Linked DNA regions of Cricetulus griseus: regions 1 and 3 are each linked to region 2. A link is a contact called in public Micro-C data. All regions are on one chromosome and are shown on one strand. Each heading gives the region's core, a stretch centred on a gene start, on an enhancer-like site or on the middle of the called end of the contact. The rest is flanking DNA. Distances are from core to core; before and after follow the strand shown.

Region 1 (4,528 bases), core at 321-2,820, 510 kb before region 2:
GGCTCCCTTCTTCTGCGTGCGGGCGGCTCGGCAGCCGAGGAGGCTGGGTCCCTGCTCGGTTCCTCTCCTCTCCGACCGCAGCCGTGCCGTGAGGAGAACGGGACCACGCGTCATGCCGCCCGCCTGCCCGTGGGTGCGCACGCGTGTCCCGTCTCCGCCTACGGTTCGGGTGCCGCGAGGCCCGTCACGCGTGGGGTATGGCTCCCGGGGACACCTCACGGGAGCCCCGCAGCGGGCGATGCTGCGGCGCGGTCGCCCACGCGCGCCAGCTCAGCCGGCCGCCCACCGGCATCACGAGCGGGATGCGGACTCGTCTGCGCCTGGTCCGACGGCCGGGTCCCCCACCCCGCCCGCCCCGCCGGGTGGGCGCCGCGCCAGAACGGTTCCGGCCCGCTTCTCGGTCCAGAGGCCACCGCCGCTGCCCCCCCTCGCCCCCCACGCAGGCGCGCTCTCCGGCCGATAGGGCGGGGCGACCCTCGGAAGGGGCGTGGCCACAGCCCTCGACGCGCGCACGCGCCCTCGGCCTCACGGCTACGTGTCGGGCCACGTGATGCCCACCCGAGAGTGCCCCCAGTGAAGCAACAGGACGTTAAAAAAAAAAAAAATTCTCCTTTTTTTCTTTTCCTGAGGGGTGGCGAGGAAGGTGGACGAAGAGGTTTTAAAAAAAAAAAGAGAGAGAAAAAAATCCCCTCAAACTATAGTAACGCGCCGAGAGGCGAGGCCAGGGCGGCGGCGAGCGCAGCGCCCGCGCATAGTCCCGCCGGAATTCCTCTCAGCCGACGCGCCCGACCGCGCCCGCCGCCTCAGCAACAGCGCGCCGACGAGCCAGCGCCGCCGCCCGCGTCCCCTCAGCCGCGACCCCGGCCCCGCGCAGGCCGCCGCAGCCGGCGCGCGTCCCCCTCAGCCGCGGCCCGGCCCTCGGCCACCAGCCGGCCGTCCGTCCGTCCCGCCCGAGCGGCCAGGGGCAGGGGCGCCGGCGGCGGCGGGGGGCGGGAGCGCGCCTAGCCCCGTAACGGCCGCCCTGCGCGCCCGGCCCGCCGCCCGCCCCCGGCCCTGCCCGCGCCCCTCCCCCCGCCGCCGCCGGCAGCGCCGCCTGAACTGAGGCGAACTCCGCCGCCAAGTGAGTGAGGAGGAGGAGAGCCGCGGAGGAAGAGGAGGAGCGGCAGTCGGAGCGGCGGCGGCGGCGGCGGCAACGCGGGGGCGCCGCGGCGGACAGCACCGCAGACTCGCGAGCTTCGGCGCAGGCGGCGCGACCGGCCGACGAGCGGCCCCTCGACTCCTCGCGGCGCAGCGGCCCCGCGCCGCGCTCGGCCCCGAGACCCGCCTCCGCCGCCGGCCTCGCGAGGGGAGCCGCGCCGGGCGGCCGAGGAGCGGCGGCCGCGGCGCGTCGGGCCGGGCGAAAGTGCCTGCGGGGGGGCGGGCGGGCGCGCGGAGCCGGCCGCCCCGGGGCTCGGCGCGGGAGCCGGAGCGGAGTCGGCGCGGAGCGGGACGCCGCGTCCGAGCGGCCGGCGGCCGGAGCTCGCCCCGCCCCTCCCTCCTCTCCTCCTCCTCTCTCCTCCTCCGGCGGCGCGCGGCGGCGGCGGCGCGGGCGGAGTGAGCTGCGGAGCCTGGAATATGGTCGGGGAAATGGAAACGAAGGAGAAGCCGAAGCCCACCCCAGATTACTTGATGCAGCTGATGAACGACAAGAAGCTCATGAGCAGCCTGCCCAACTTCTGCGGGATCTTCAACCACCTCGAGCGGCTGCTGGACGAAGGTGAGCCTCTCGACCCCCGCGGGCGAGCGGGCGGGCGCGGCGGCCCGGGATGGCGGGGCGGCGGGAAGGTCAGGCGGGCGGGCGCACAAAGGCGGCGCGGGCGGCTCGCGGCGGGTCGGGGCCAGGGCCGGGGCAGGCCCGAGGGCGGACCCGGAGCTCGCGGGCGGCAGGGCGGCGGGGCGGCGGGGCTGCGGCCAGCTCCCGACGGCGCGGCAGATAGACACCCCGCCATCCCGACCGATCTGGCCGGGCCACGCGAGCTCTGCCTCGCCTCGCCCGCGGGGCCCCGGCTGGGGGTGCCCGTCTCAGTGGAGTTGTGTGGCCCGCGGTACAGGAGTGGACTCTTCGGGTGTCCACAGATTACGTAGGGTACCGAAAAGTAGTGCTTATGTGGCCGAAGGCGAGCACGAGCTGACACAGAGCACAGCACTTTTTTTGTCCTTTGTTTAGGGAAGCGAGAACTGTTTGGGAGTTTAACTTCACTTTTTTTTTTTTTTTTTGGGTGGCGGGGGGAGGAGTATGAAATACCGCGATGACAGACCTGAACGGAATCCGAGTTCGGAAGAACTCACTGGGGCGGAGGGTTAGCTCCAGGCGTAGCCGCCCGCGTCCCTGGGGCGGGGAGCTGGAAGTTTGAAAGGACGGGAATAAAATAGAGCGCAAGTTTGCAGAAGCCGAGTTGGGAGCGCTGCAGGGAGCGAAGAGTGGCTAGAAGATGCATGCTGGTCAGCTCTGGCAGTCCTCTAAGAACTTCTCTCAGCAGCGACCTGGAGTGTTAGTTCCCAGGAGCCGTGGGTTTCCGCGGATTCCCGGGGCGGCCTGTGGGGCAGGAGGACCAACAAGTCCGCTTTGAAAACCGTGTAGCGGGGAGTTTCCCTTTTGTTTTTAAAAGTCTCCAGGCGGGGGGCTGTCTGAAGGAAGCGGAAAACTGTGCTGATGTGCGGATGAACAGTGGATTTTAGCATCTTGAGAAGAATCTCGAAATATTTTCAAATACAGCTAGAGAAATCAAAATTTATGCTCAAGGAGCAGGCATATCAGGGAAGAACAAAAGACTTTGAATACCTCCGAGCTAAGAGCGAGCTTCTTTTGGGTGGGGAGCCATAGGCAGGACTTGAGGCAGAAAGCGCTCAGTTATGACGCCTGAACATGCATACAACAGTAACAAGTCGAAAGGGACATTTCCTACTTTTGGGTCCGCGTGTCTGTTAGTCTCAGACGCCTCGGAGGAAAGTTGTGCTGCCCCTTTAAGGGGTTTTGCCTATTTGTGTTGGCATTTGAAAGATTGTGGAGGCAGAAAACTTTCTGGAATGTCAAAAAAAAAAAAAAAAAAAAAAAAAAAAAAGGAGGGTGTGTGTGTGCTGGAACTCTTCAATTGAGTATTTCCAAATGTGAGCGCTAAGGGGCGCCAGCTATTTTTTTTTAACCTTGGAATGTTTGGAACAAAATGTCTAGCATGCTTAAAAATCTGACCTATATTAAGTTCAGTAGAAATTTAAATTTTAGGTGACTTCACCTGTCATTATTTATCCACAAATGTGATTTCAGAGACAACACCTAATTTACTGTTATTTTTTCACTTGGTGTGTTGTTTTCATGGTATTACTGTGAAATTTATGATGAAAATTATAGTTTTTTAAAAGTACAGTGTATGGGGAATCTCTTACACGCCTAGACAGCATTTAAAATGGATTAATATGCATTCTTAAAGTTCTCCGTATACTCAAGTGACATATTGAGATCATAAAAAGTTTGGAAATACTATAGGAGTTTCCTCGATTAGTTGTAAAAGGCTGCTCATGTAGTCTTTCAGACTGATCAGATATAACCACCTTAGTTTGAGGTTGGCATAAGTCAGCTGGAGGAATTTCAATTATGTCATTATTTCTGCACAGGCTTGTTTATTACTCTCTAGTTAGAAATAGTAACCCTTTGTGTTCCAAATGTAAAAGAAAGCTAGTTTAGGATTACAGTATTCAAAATAATATTTGTTTCTTTCCTTTTCCTGTTTTCTCCATCTTTCACCTCAGTCTGCCTTCTGTACTCAGGAGTCTGCATTAGGCCAGTATACAGAGAACTTCCATGCTTGTAGGTAGTGTGTTTACAATAGACCTCAGAATGAATAGGAAGTGTGATTGTTTTAATCATATCAGAGCAAATGTTGCAGGACAGGGGCTAGTCCTTAATGTGTTATAAGCCTTTTCCTGTACTTGCTAGTCTTATTATAAATTTAATTTGACTTGAAAATACTGGTTTCTTAAGTGCAAGATCATAATTTTCTTGCTAGATGACTTAATTGTGAAAATTGGCAACTTGTGCTTTACCCCCTTGTGGCCTCTCATTGTCCAAAAACAAATTAATCATGACTTGTGTTTGTGGTTAGGGATTACACTCTCCTTTGTCTGTAATGCTTGGCAGAAAGATTACTTTTAAATTCAGATAAAACTAAGTTTCACTTTAGGGATTAAATTGTTCAATGGCATTGAGATATTCTATTCTCTGATAGTTAGAAATTTTGAATGGGACTGTCTAGCAATTTTATTTTTAAAATACTTTCAAGCAGTGAGCTTTTAATATAGTTCCTGTTTGAGAATTTTCAGTTGACTAACAACTTTGGGAATGAAGTGTTCTTTTTTTTTTTCTTCTACTTGTTAAAACTTCAATGTTGTAGAAAGAGTACATTGATTCTTGCCAGTATAAAGTAGCCTGTAGTCTGTAATTTCGCTAGGTAATCAGTTCTACCGCTTGGTGAGTTGTGTCAGTCTTTCTTTT
Region 2 (4,961 bases), core at 1,084-3,583:
AAGTGGTGTGTGTGTGTGTATAGTACCCATAGAGACCAGAGGTTTCAGGTTTTCCTGCAGCTACAGTTCGAGGCAGCTGTGAGCTGCCTGACATTGGTACTGGGAACTGACTTGGATCCTCTGCAAAAGCAGTACATGGTCTCCATTACTGAACTGTCCCTCCAGCCTCCATTAGCTAAACGTCTTGTGTGGGCTGAATATCACTATGTAAGTATCTTAGTGTAAGTGCAATGAAATCAATGTGAAGCTGGGAATGTTTAGAAAATTAGCCATCTAAAGGAGACACATAGCTCTCTCATCTTTTGAAGACTTGTCTGGTAAAGGATGAAGACACAGCCAAATGATTCTAGGAAGTTGGAACCAAGGTCAAAAGATAGGAGTTGTATGAGGTTTCATGACTATATATATATATATATATATATATATATATATATATATACGATTCAGTATACAAATGTTCTTAGACTTAGTGTTATCTGTTCACAAATGGAGACAGACAGGCGATCATGTGTACTGGAGAATTATAAATTCCTGCGTGCTCCACAGTTGGGGAATGGATTTCCCATTGTCATAGATGTTGCTCAAAGAGTCAGCCCAGTACCAGATAACCACATGACAAAGACTGCTGTTTGTCCTTGGAACTAAAGCCTGTCTTAACCTGGTTGAAATGAATCTCTGGGAAATGATTGCTTTGTTGGGGCACCACTTCCCAGCCTCATCTGCACACTTGATATCTGATGAGCAGTCTTTTAACCGTGGGCATGAAAGCAGAGGTGGAGCCTATCATTTCTATATCCGTGGTTAGGAAGCCCTTCTCCATCTGCACCCTTCTTCCTCCATCTGTGGTTTGAGGCTGAGCACGGTGAGACCCTAGTGCATGTTGCAGCCATGAGAAAGAAGGAAGTTCCAGCTCTGAAGGCTTCCCACAGTCCAAGTACTGGCCTGGACTGCCACAGAGGTCATCCTTAAACCCTCATTCAGGCATTCATTCACTTTACATAGAAATTAGCATTGCTCTCCCTGACCTGGCCACTCAAGATTCCTTACAATGTGAATGAAGAGACAGACGATTGCAAGCAAATGTGGTTTGCTTCTGGGACGTATGGATCACACAACTATTGCAGAAAATTTTTGTTTTCCAGCATTGATTTTACCCAGAACAAATGTTTGAGTCGTCGTCGTCGTCGTCCCCCCACACCCCCAGCTCTAATTAAGAGCCTTTGTTCTGGTCATTTAGTCAAACCTTCTCTAGCCATGTGAGGGAATAGCCCTTCTCTTCACATATATTCTGTTTTCAGCTGTGCTTCCTGGGAAGTGTTGGGGATACTCAGTCACAGATAATTTTGAGACAGAAACGAGGAAACAGTAGCATGGCAATTTCACTAGTGACTGAAGGGATGGGGAGAGTATACAGAAGCCAGAAGCAGCTGCTGAACAGCTCATAATATTGTCTTCCCAGACTCTCCAAGGCAGCTGAGGGCCTAAGCAGAGAAACCAGATTTCTTCTGGGCACATATTACTCTTCTCCCCTTTGAAGGACATTGGATTCCCTTACAACCATGAAGGCCAGAAGCACGCTTACCATTAGAAAATAGCCCTGCAGTAAAAACTCTAACCTTGGTTAAACATACAGAGCACCATCCCACAGTCCCTGGTGATAAAGCACTAATGCACCAGAGTTATTAGGGTGGAATATATTGGCCACCTTTTGCAGAGTAGGACCTGGGGCAAAAAGAGCATAGCCCCTTGTTGGCAAGCAGAATGATTCCTACAGAGAGGGAGGGGACAGGAGTAATGGCCAGCTTGTTTTCCTCTGGTGTGCTCAATCTAGTCTGTACATATGTGCAGATCCATATTTAGAATTTGTCTAGGCAGAGAGTGTTGAGCCACAGTAGCTCTTGCTTGTCACTCGAAAGATACTGAGGAGAAAGGGGAAGTCCAAAGCCAAGTTTCTTATCAGGAGCTTGATTCTCTTCCTCCTCACAAATCTGCTAAGATGGAATCTGCCTGATGTGGAAATGAAGGCTGCCCGTCAAGGACATGGAGCGTTTGTGTCCTTCTCCCATGAGTGTCTGTCATATTGGCAGGCAGATGTGAGGCTCATGTGGGGCCGTGGTGGGTCAATAATGTCAATATGGTTTTGAGTTTACATTCAGCTTTCCTTTGACTAAAGAGATAGCTATTATGTATAATTAAGGCTTGGGAAATAGTGTCAGCAGTTTTCCTTAGAGAAATGAATGAGGAAAATAGCTGCAGGGGCCCAAGTCTGTGACAGCGGCTGGCTGTAACTCCAGGCTACACTGCTTGCTGCCCAGGAGATGTGAGCTGTTTCCCTGGAATGAGTGTATTCAGGAGCTTCTCCCTTCAGGGCATTCTTCTGCACCCCCTCTTAGAAGAGTCTAAATCCAAGAGACTGCCTAGTTACAGTTAAGGCTAAGGTTTCAATCCCAAAGTCCCTCCCTGCTCTGAACACCACAGTGACCTGTCACCTCCATTCCAAAGCTAACTCTCTGAGAATAGCCTCTGGCAGCCTCTCTGTCTGTGTCCTTGATGGTCAGCCATGTGTGACCTCATGTGGCTGCCTGGAACTGAGGCTGGCGGTCCCAGGAAGGTCCGGTGTCTTCAGTGAGCACCCCTGTCTCTACCAGATCAACATGATTCCAGAGTGGCTCAGAGGAGTGTGAAGCTGTGAACGTGAGAAAGTCACTGTTCTACTGGTTCCCAGTTTCTTCCCCAGATCTGGTGACCCTGAGAACCCTTTGGCAGCATTCTCCTGGCTCCCCCTAGTGGCCCAGGGAACCACAGCCAAAATTATTATTACTTTTTGATATACAATTGTATCATTGTCCATTCTCAGTCCTCTTTCTAAACCCTCCCAAGTACCCCTCCTTGCTTTGTTACTTGATGATATGCCTAAGGAAATTCCTTGGCAACGTCTTTCTGCAGGGCCCCACAAATTTTAGGGCAACTGGGACCACCCTGATTCTAAAGCCCAGTGCCTGGGGTCCTGGGAGCTTTGGTGTTTTTCTGTACTATATCCCCATAGTCATGTTTCCTGCAGGAACCTTAGAGGCCACTTGATTGTGAGGTTGTACTGGGAGAATCTCGTCTTTGGATTTGTTTTTTAAAGACCACATGAGTCTACACTGTCCTAAAACTCATCTTGTAACCCAGGTAGGGTTCAAGTTTGAATGACTGTCTGCCTTAGCTTCCTGAGTGTTGAGTAGCATTGCGACCTATGGTGGCAGCCTGTTTTAATGGGTAGTCCTAAAAGGTGAGAGAGCCTTCAACTCTGACAATGGGTCTTGTGCCAGTCCTAAACCTTCCAGATTTCTGGCAATTTGGATAGAATGTTTCATGGACATCACTGAAATGATTCTGATTTACAACCACACGGTTTTCAAATACCTGCAAGGTACTATATCACCACAGATGAACCAAACCAACAAACATCACCACCAACCCTCACCACAGCCGCCATCACCACCAACCCTCACCACAGCCGCCATCACCACCATCCTCATCAGTCATGAACTTCAACACAGTCCTCACCATCAACCTCACCACAGCTGCCATCACCATCCACACAGTCCATCCTCAGATTGAGCACAGGGCTGGAGTTGCAAGATCTCTGATGTGGCTGAGAATTTGTATATATTTTTAAAGAAGAGTAAGCAAGTTAAGTTTATTGTGAAGAAAAGTTGTGTCTCTCTGCAGCAGAGGGTACCACAGAGGAGGAGGCCTGAAATAGGTTCCCCTGGGGTAAGTTTTAACCATCGTTTTCCTCTGAAATTGAATTTTTTCTTTACTGGAGAAGAGTTTTCTATTAGACCCAACTTAAAGAACCTTTGTTAGGGAATGGGATGAGGGCATGGGAAGGGGCACTTTGGGGTTGGCAAGTATGGAGCCTCTTGATTCAGGCTGGACTGAGAGCCCGGCTCCAATGTTTACTGAACCATTGTATGATCCTTATCCAATACCTGCCATATGAACGTTGTGCCTTCATCTTGGAGACTACATTAAACTCTTAGGACATTTCCTGACTCTATACAGACTGTTCTTACTAGAAATGAAGATAGAACACAAGGCCATACCTTTGTGACCTTTCATTTGGGCACATTAAAGCTTCCAAAATTTGCCAAAGATAATTTGGGTTTGGAAAATTAATAAAACATCTTGCTTCCATTCAGAGCCCTGGCCTAATGAGCCCCAGGTCTCGATGAGTTGATGGCTGATGCAACTGTTGGAAAGCAGAGGCTTAGCTCATGGGATGCTTCCATGGTGGACTCGTGTGTACTGTATTTGTAGAAGGCTGATTAAATCCTGACCTGGCTATCTTGGGAAGCTGCAAGTGGCTGTGAGAGATGAGCTTTAGGCTCAAGCCCAAACCTGGAGGACAGATGTCCACAGAGAATGATGTTCCAAGTTACCCTTGGAAACTTCTGTGGGGAAATCAGGCTTTGAATTTCATTCGAGGGAGCTGAACACAGGGAAGGGGTCCCTGGGGCAGACAGGCTGCATGAACCAAAAGTAAGGAAACTAGCCAAGAATTATTGATAGGGAACACACACCATATATGCGTAAATGCAGCACACTGTAAACCTTGTCAATGTCCAACATTTCACAAACACTAAACACATTGGTGAGAGGGTGGGAGACATACACTTTAAATAGAAACCAGAGGTATATTCTGTTCAGTTCAATGCTATGATGGAGTACTGAATATTTAATTCACCCATCTGAAAGGAACTGTGGAAAGCCTGGGCTCCCAGGGGTGAGGTGAGGCTCTTCAGCAGGAGCCAGATGCTGACTTCCAGGTTGCCTTAGCACAAGGACTACACTGTGGTCACAGGGTCCTTCTCTTTTTCTCTCCTGGCCTCTGCTCTCTGTGGAAAAACTTCCTTTATTGCTGCATGCTGCCAGTCCTTGTTTTTCCCATGACACAAACATGATATGTCATG
Region 3 (4,873 bases), core at 1,790-4,289, 690 kb before region 2:
ACACCAGAGCTCCCTCTCCTTTGTCACTGCTAGCTTGCTGCCTATATACAGTTCTTTATGCAACCCTTCTCTACTCCCAGGCTCCTGACCACTGATGTGCCCTTGATTTCTGTGAGAGCCGTGAGATTCTCCATATTAGTATAAACATACAATACTGGGCTCATTTCAACTTCACATTGTGTGAGTTCATGTTTGTGGTTGAATAGTATCACATTTGCTTCTTTTATATATAGTTATATATAAAAGATTTCATAGATAATAAAATCTGTATTTTATAGATTTATAGTGGGATTTAGTTCTCACTTCCCTCTCCATGCTGGTATTTGGTCTGGCTTGGGCTTATACAGGTCTCATACCTATAGTCACAACTACTGTGAGTTCATATGTGCAGCTGCCCTGCTGTGTCCAGAAGACACTGTTTCCTTGAAATTCACCACCTCTGACTCTTACATTCTTTCTTTTCACTCATCCTCAATAATTCCTGAGCCTTGGGATGAGGGGTGTAATCTATATGTTCCAGTTAGGGCCGAGAGCTCTTCAGTCTCCTATTCTTTGCACGTTGGCCAGTTGTGGGTCTCTGTGTTAGTCACCATCTGCTGTAAACAGAAGCTTCTTTGATGAGAGCTGAGAGATGAATTTACTCTGTATTTCATCTTTTGAGAACTCTCTATTTGGTTCCATGATGCATTTTTTTTAATTTGGTTGTTGGTTTTGTTGATTTCTTTTCAGTTATTTGTATATTCTGTATACTACCCCTCTGTCAAATTACTTCCCATTCCATGAGTTACCTTTTCACTTGAATGGTAATGTCCTTTGCCAAATAGCAACTTCAGTTTCATGAGGACCCAAACTGTTGGATTTAATGCCTATGCTACTATGGTCCTGTTCAGAAAACCCCTTCCTATGCCAGTGAGTTCAAACTATTCTGTACTTTCTCATCTGTCATTTGGAGTTGAGTTTTGTGCAAAGTGAGAGATAAGGATTTCATTTCATTCTTCTAAATGTAGCTATCAGCTTGACCAGCACCATTTTTGAAGATGCTGTCTTTTCTCCAGGGTGTATATACCATAGTTTCTTCATTCATTCATCATTTGGTGGTAATTGTGAATGGTGCCACAGTGAAGGCAGGAGTGCACATGCCTCTTTGAAATATATATTTCACTTTCTTTGGCTAAATGTCCAGTAGTAGAATTACAGTTACTCTATTTTGAAATGTACTTTAGTGTGTGTGTGGGGGGGGTGTGTGTATGCATGTATGTGTATATGTGTGTGTTTGGGTACACATGCCATAGTATGTGCGCCATGGTACAAATGTGGAAGTCAGAGGACAACTTTGGGAGTCTGTTCCTTCCACCCTGGGTTCAAACTCAGGCTGTCAGGCTTGAATAAGACTGTTCTTCCACTGAGCCATCCTGCTGGCCCTATCTGTAATGTTTTGAGGAACCTCCATAATATTTTCTGCAATGCTTGACTAATTTGCATTCCCAACAACACTGTGTATTAATAATTAATTATTAGCTCCATTCCCTCCACCTTGTCACCAGCTCTTGTTATCCTTAACAGCCATTCTAACTACTGTGAGATGATTTCTCATGTCTTTATTTCTGTTTCTGTGACCATTGGGATGTTGAATATTTTTTCATTTGCCTCTTGGCCACTTTTGAAAACTATCTGTTTAAGCCAATTGCCCATTTGTGAATCATATTATTATTTGGTATTGTTTGCTTGCCTTTGCCTTTAAATTGAGTTATGTGTAGATTCTGCATAGCAAGCCCTTGCTACCTTCTTTAAATCCAGCCCCACCATTTTCCTAAAGTTACTTTTTGACAATAACAATTCAAGTTAAATTGACTTGTAAACTATTAAATGAGACATAAAACTTAGCTGTTGTCACTAATAATATCATTAAAACTGTCGTACTCTTTCCAGTATTGATCTCATAGGTTCCCAACTGAACACGGTACTTATTCTTGTGACATTAATTTCATTCATTGATTGTTTCATTTTAACACTCTCTCATAGCCTGCCTCTGAACTTGATCTCAAATGTTCCCTCTCCCTGATTCAGCCCTTTGTGACTCCAGGTCATGGGTCTGCAACATTGACATTGGAACTATGATACAGAGAGACAGAGCAGACACATCAATGAAAATCATTGAATAGCTTCCACTTTAAGCACCATGCTATCTATCTAAAAAAAAAAAACAAAAGCTGAAAATGGTTTTGACCACAGTTGACTTAGCCTATTACTCTCCTTAAGCCCAGCTCTAATTCCTGGTTTTCAGGTCCATATCTAAAGCCAAACCGGGGTTCTCAGCAAAGAGTACATCTTGTATTAAAAGCACAGTTGTAGCCATCCCCAAGATCTCCCTTACCTCTTTATAAAGACCTCATTCTACCTCTGGTGCCTCACTAAACATGCCTCCTCCATGTACAGCCAAACCCTCGGGGGTTCGGAATTAAGGCAGGAACACAGTTCAGCCCCTAACAGGAAGGAAGAGGAGTTGCTGGGTGAGATCAGAGGAATGGGAGCTGGTGGCTTAGGACAAAAAATTACCATGCTAATGGCCCAGTTGTAAGCTAGTGTCAGGGTCAGCCTGGGCAAACGTCTAATGAGAACTGATGGCCATGGCTGTGGCCATCTTCAGATGGCAGGACTTCAGAATGAGAAGCATTCGTTTCCTTTAAAAATATTTTCTTGCCGGGCATTGGTGGCACACGACTTTTAGTCCCAGCACTCGGGAAGCAGAGGCAGGCTGATCTCTGAGTTAGAGGCCAGCCTGGTCTACAGAGTGAGTGCCAGGACAGGCTCCAAAGCTACACAGAGAAACCCTGTCTAAAAAAAAAAAAAAAAAAAAAAAAAACAAAAAACGAAATAATTTTATGAAACAAAAAACTGTATTTAATTTAATACAGTTCCCACACCATGAGGGACTGTAATAAAGGATGGCAGCATCAGCAAGGTTGAGAACCGCCGCCCTAGAGTATGCATTGAAACTGTTAAGCGCTAAGGGCTCAACGTGGCTCTTTCTGTTTCTGATTCCCCAGCCACTTAGTCAGCCTTGATGGATGATTCACTGTCAGACTTTCTTTTTGTTCCCCCCCACCACCAAGGGTCATGTGCCTGCAGTTTCCTACAAACACCAGTAGATGGCAATCTTCCATCCCTGGCGGGTTGACCTACGGGACTCATCACTGACCTGGCCCCTCAGGGACAGATCTTACCCTATCTTGCCTTAGAACCTGAGACCTAACAAGGATCAAAAACTAGGTGCCTGTCTGGAGGCACAGTGTCTGTCCCCCACATTTGTCCTTGTGTCCTCCCCTCACCCCGATGGCTGTTCTCCATCACAGTCTCTCACAATCACCCCATGACTATTCTCCATCAGAGTCTCTCACAAATGTCCCATGCTGTCTAGGTTTGTTTCACTTTTCTCAAGTCAGCTAAGCTTTTTTGTAGGCTTGCTCCATCTCAAACCAGTTCAGGAGTGGTGTCCTACCTTTTGACATCACAATATGAGGTTGTCATCGGCAAATGTGTTGGCAACATTCACACTATCCTGAGACAGGTGTGATTCATGGGCTGCAGGCTCCACACATCTGAACCTTTTCCATCCCCCACCCCCCAGGAAACCAGACCCTCTGTTCCTTCTCACCTGAAGCCAACACTTACAAGAAAGTCCTCCTTGCTTTATAACATAGCTCCTAATTCCCAGCTCATCGTGTGACACAGACACTAAAGGACCGCCCCTTACAAAAAGCCTCATAAATGATTAGACAGACTTTTCTGTGAAATAAAAAGCATGAAGACTTTTGTATCAACTACCAGCAGCACAACTACCAATTTAGTTTGGTTTTGATGTTTTAAAGGATTAAAAATTTAATATTGGCCATAATATTTTAAGCAAAATAAAGCGTTGGTGTTTGTGTCAAGAACCCATCGGATGACAAGTAATGTGATTGATGAAATGGCATTAAATATGATTGATGAAATGGCATTAAAAGTGTGACTGTGCCAGGGAAGAATCTCAGAGGTGGGGAAAGAAGCCGGCGCCTGACAGTGAAGACAGAGAAATGCAACACAATGGTAGTGGTGCCGCGGTTGCCAGCACTGGCTGAGGCTAACTCAGGGCAGACATGTGAGGAGCAGTTTAAACGCATCACCATCCATTGGAAAGCCTCTCACCCTATGAGATGGCTATTCCTGCTTTTGTCCTAGAGGTAGAACTAAGGTCAGAGAGGTGAAGGTTTCCCAGGATCTCAGTGTCCTGACTCTACAGCAGAGGGTGGTGTCTACCCCCAATGCCACATCAATAACAGCACAATTGCAGCTCTTTGAAGGTGAAAAGATTCTAAATTAATCAAGAAATATGACGCTGCGTTCCCCCCAGTCCTCACAGGAGTGACTAAGTCCACTCATGTCATCTATGGCCAGCTGGCCGTGATAAAGCAATGGCTATACACAGAGGACCAAAGAAAAAACACACAGGTTTCTCCTTGTTTAGCTAACCCAAATGGGTCCCCCCCAGCCCTGCCCCAGCCCCAACCCAGCCCTGACCCCAGCCCTGCAAGAATGTAAGAGTCAGTTTGCCCCCTGGGATATGCTGGGCATTTCCATCTCACACTCTGCCATGCACTTACTTTTATATCAAAAGAAGTAAGAAGCACACAGTTAATGGGCTACCCTCTGAGGGCCCTATCTGCCCTGATCTTCTCATAGCCAAGGCCCCAATAAGTATGCAAGTTGTACTACTGTCTTCTAAGCATAGAGATGTCCTTTACTAGAATCCTAGGAATCCCTGAGCTTCTACATTTGACTACGCCACAGTCATTATTCTAAGACAAGACCTAAGAGTTTGGTACACACTAAAAAT

The links. Hi-C and Micro-C count contacts between places; a contact is called where the count stands out from the background.
Region 1: a contact with region 2 is called in a Micro-C map of the CHO-K1 cell line, with 7 times the contacts expected there. The contact joins the promoter of Qki here to the enhancer-like site in region 2. A contact is called at or near these places in 5 of 8 Hi-C or Micro-C datasets (the CHK-Q cell line, the CHO-K1 cell line, fibroblasts and 1 more).
Region 3: a contact with region 2 is called in a Micro-C map of the CHO-K1 cell line, with 3 times the contacts expected there. The contact joins two enhancer-like sites. A contact is called at or near these places in 3 of 8 Hi-C or Micro-C datasets (the CHO-K1 cell line and liver).

Annotation. Positions count from the first base shown.
Region 1 is chr2:290,489,124-290,493,651 of CriGri-PICRH-1.0, forward strand. Qki (protein quaking) reads left to right here and starts at 1,571. Exons shown (of 8, transcript XR_003482378.2): 1 at 1,571-1,756.
Region 2 is chr2:291,000,573-291,005,533 of CriGri-PICRH-1.0, forward strand. No RefSeq gene overlaps it. Among named protein-coding and RNA genes, the nearest start is that of Qki, 510 kb to the left of the region's middle. Within about 2 kb of position 2,334, at least 3 of the 6 cell types and tissues checked have open chromatin away from gene starts, as enhancers often do. A contact at or near this core is called in the CHO-K1 cell line and fibroblasts, where this site is marked.
Region 3 is chr2:290,308,857-290,313,729 of CriGri-PICRH-1.0, forward strand. The region is part of intron 4 of Pacrg (parkin coregulated gene protein); the gene reads left to right. Among named protein-coding and RNA genes, the nearest start is that of Qki, 180 kb to the right of the region's middle. Within about 2 kb of position 3,040, at least 2 of the 6 cell types and tissues checked have open chromatin away from gene starts, as enhancers often do. A contact at or near this core is called in the CHO-K1 cell line, where this site is marked.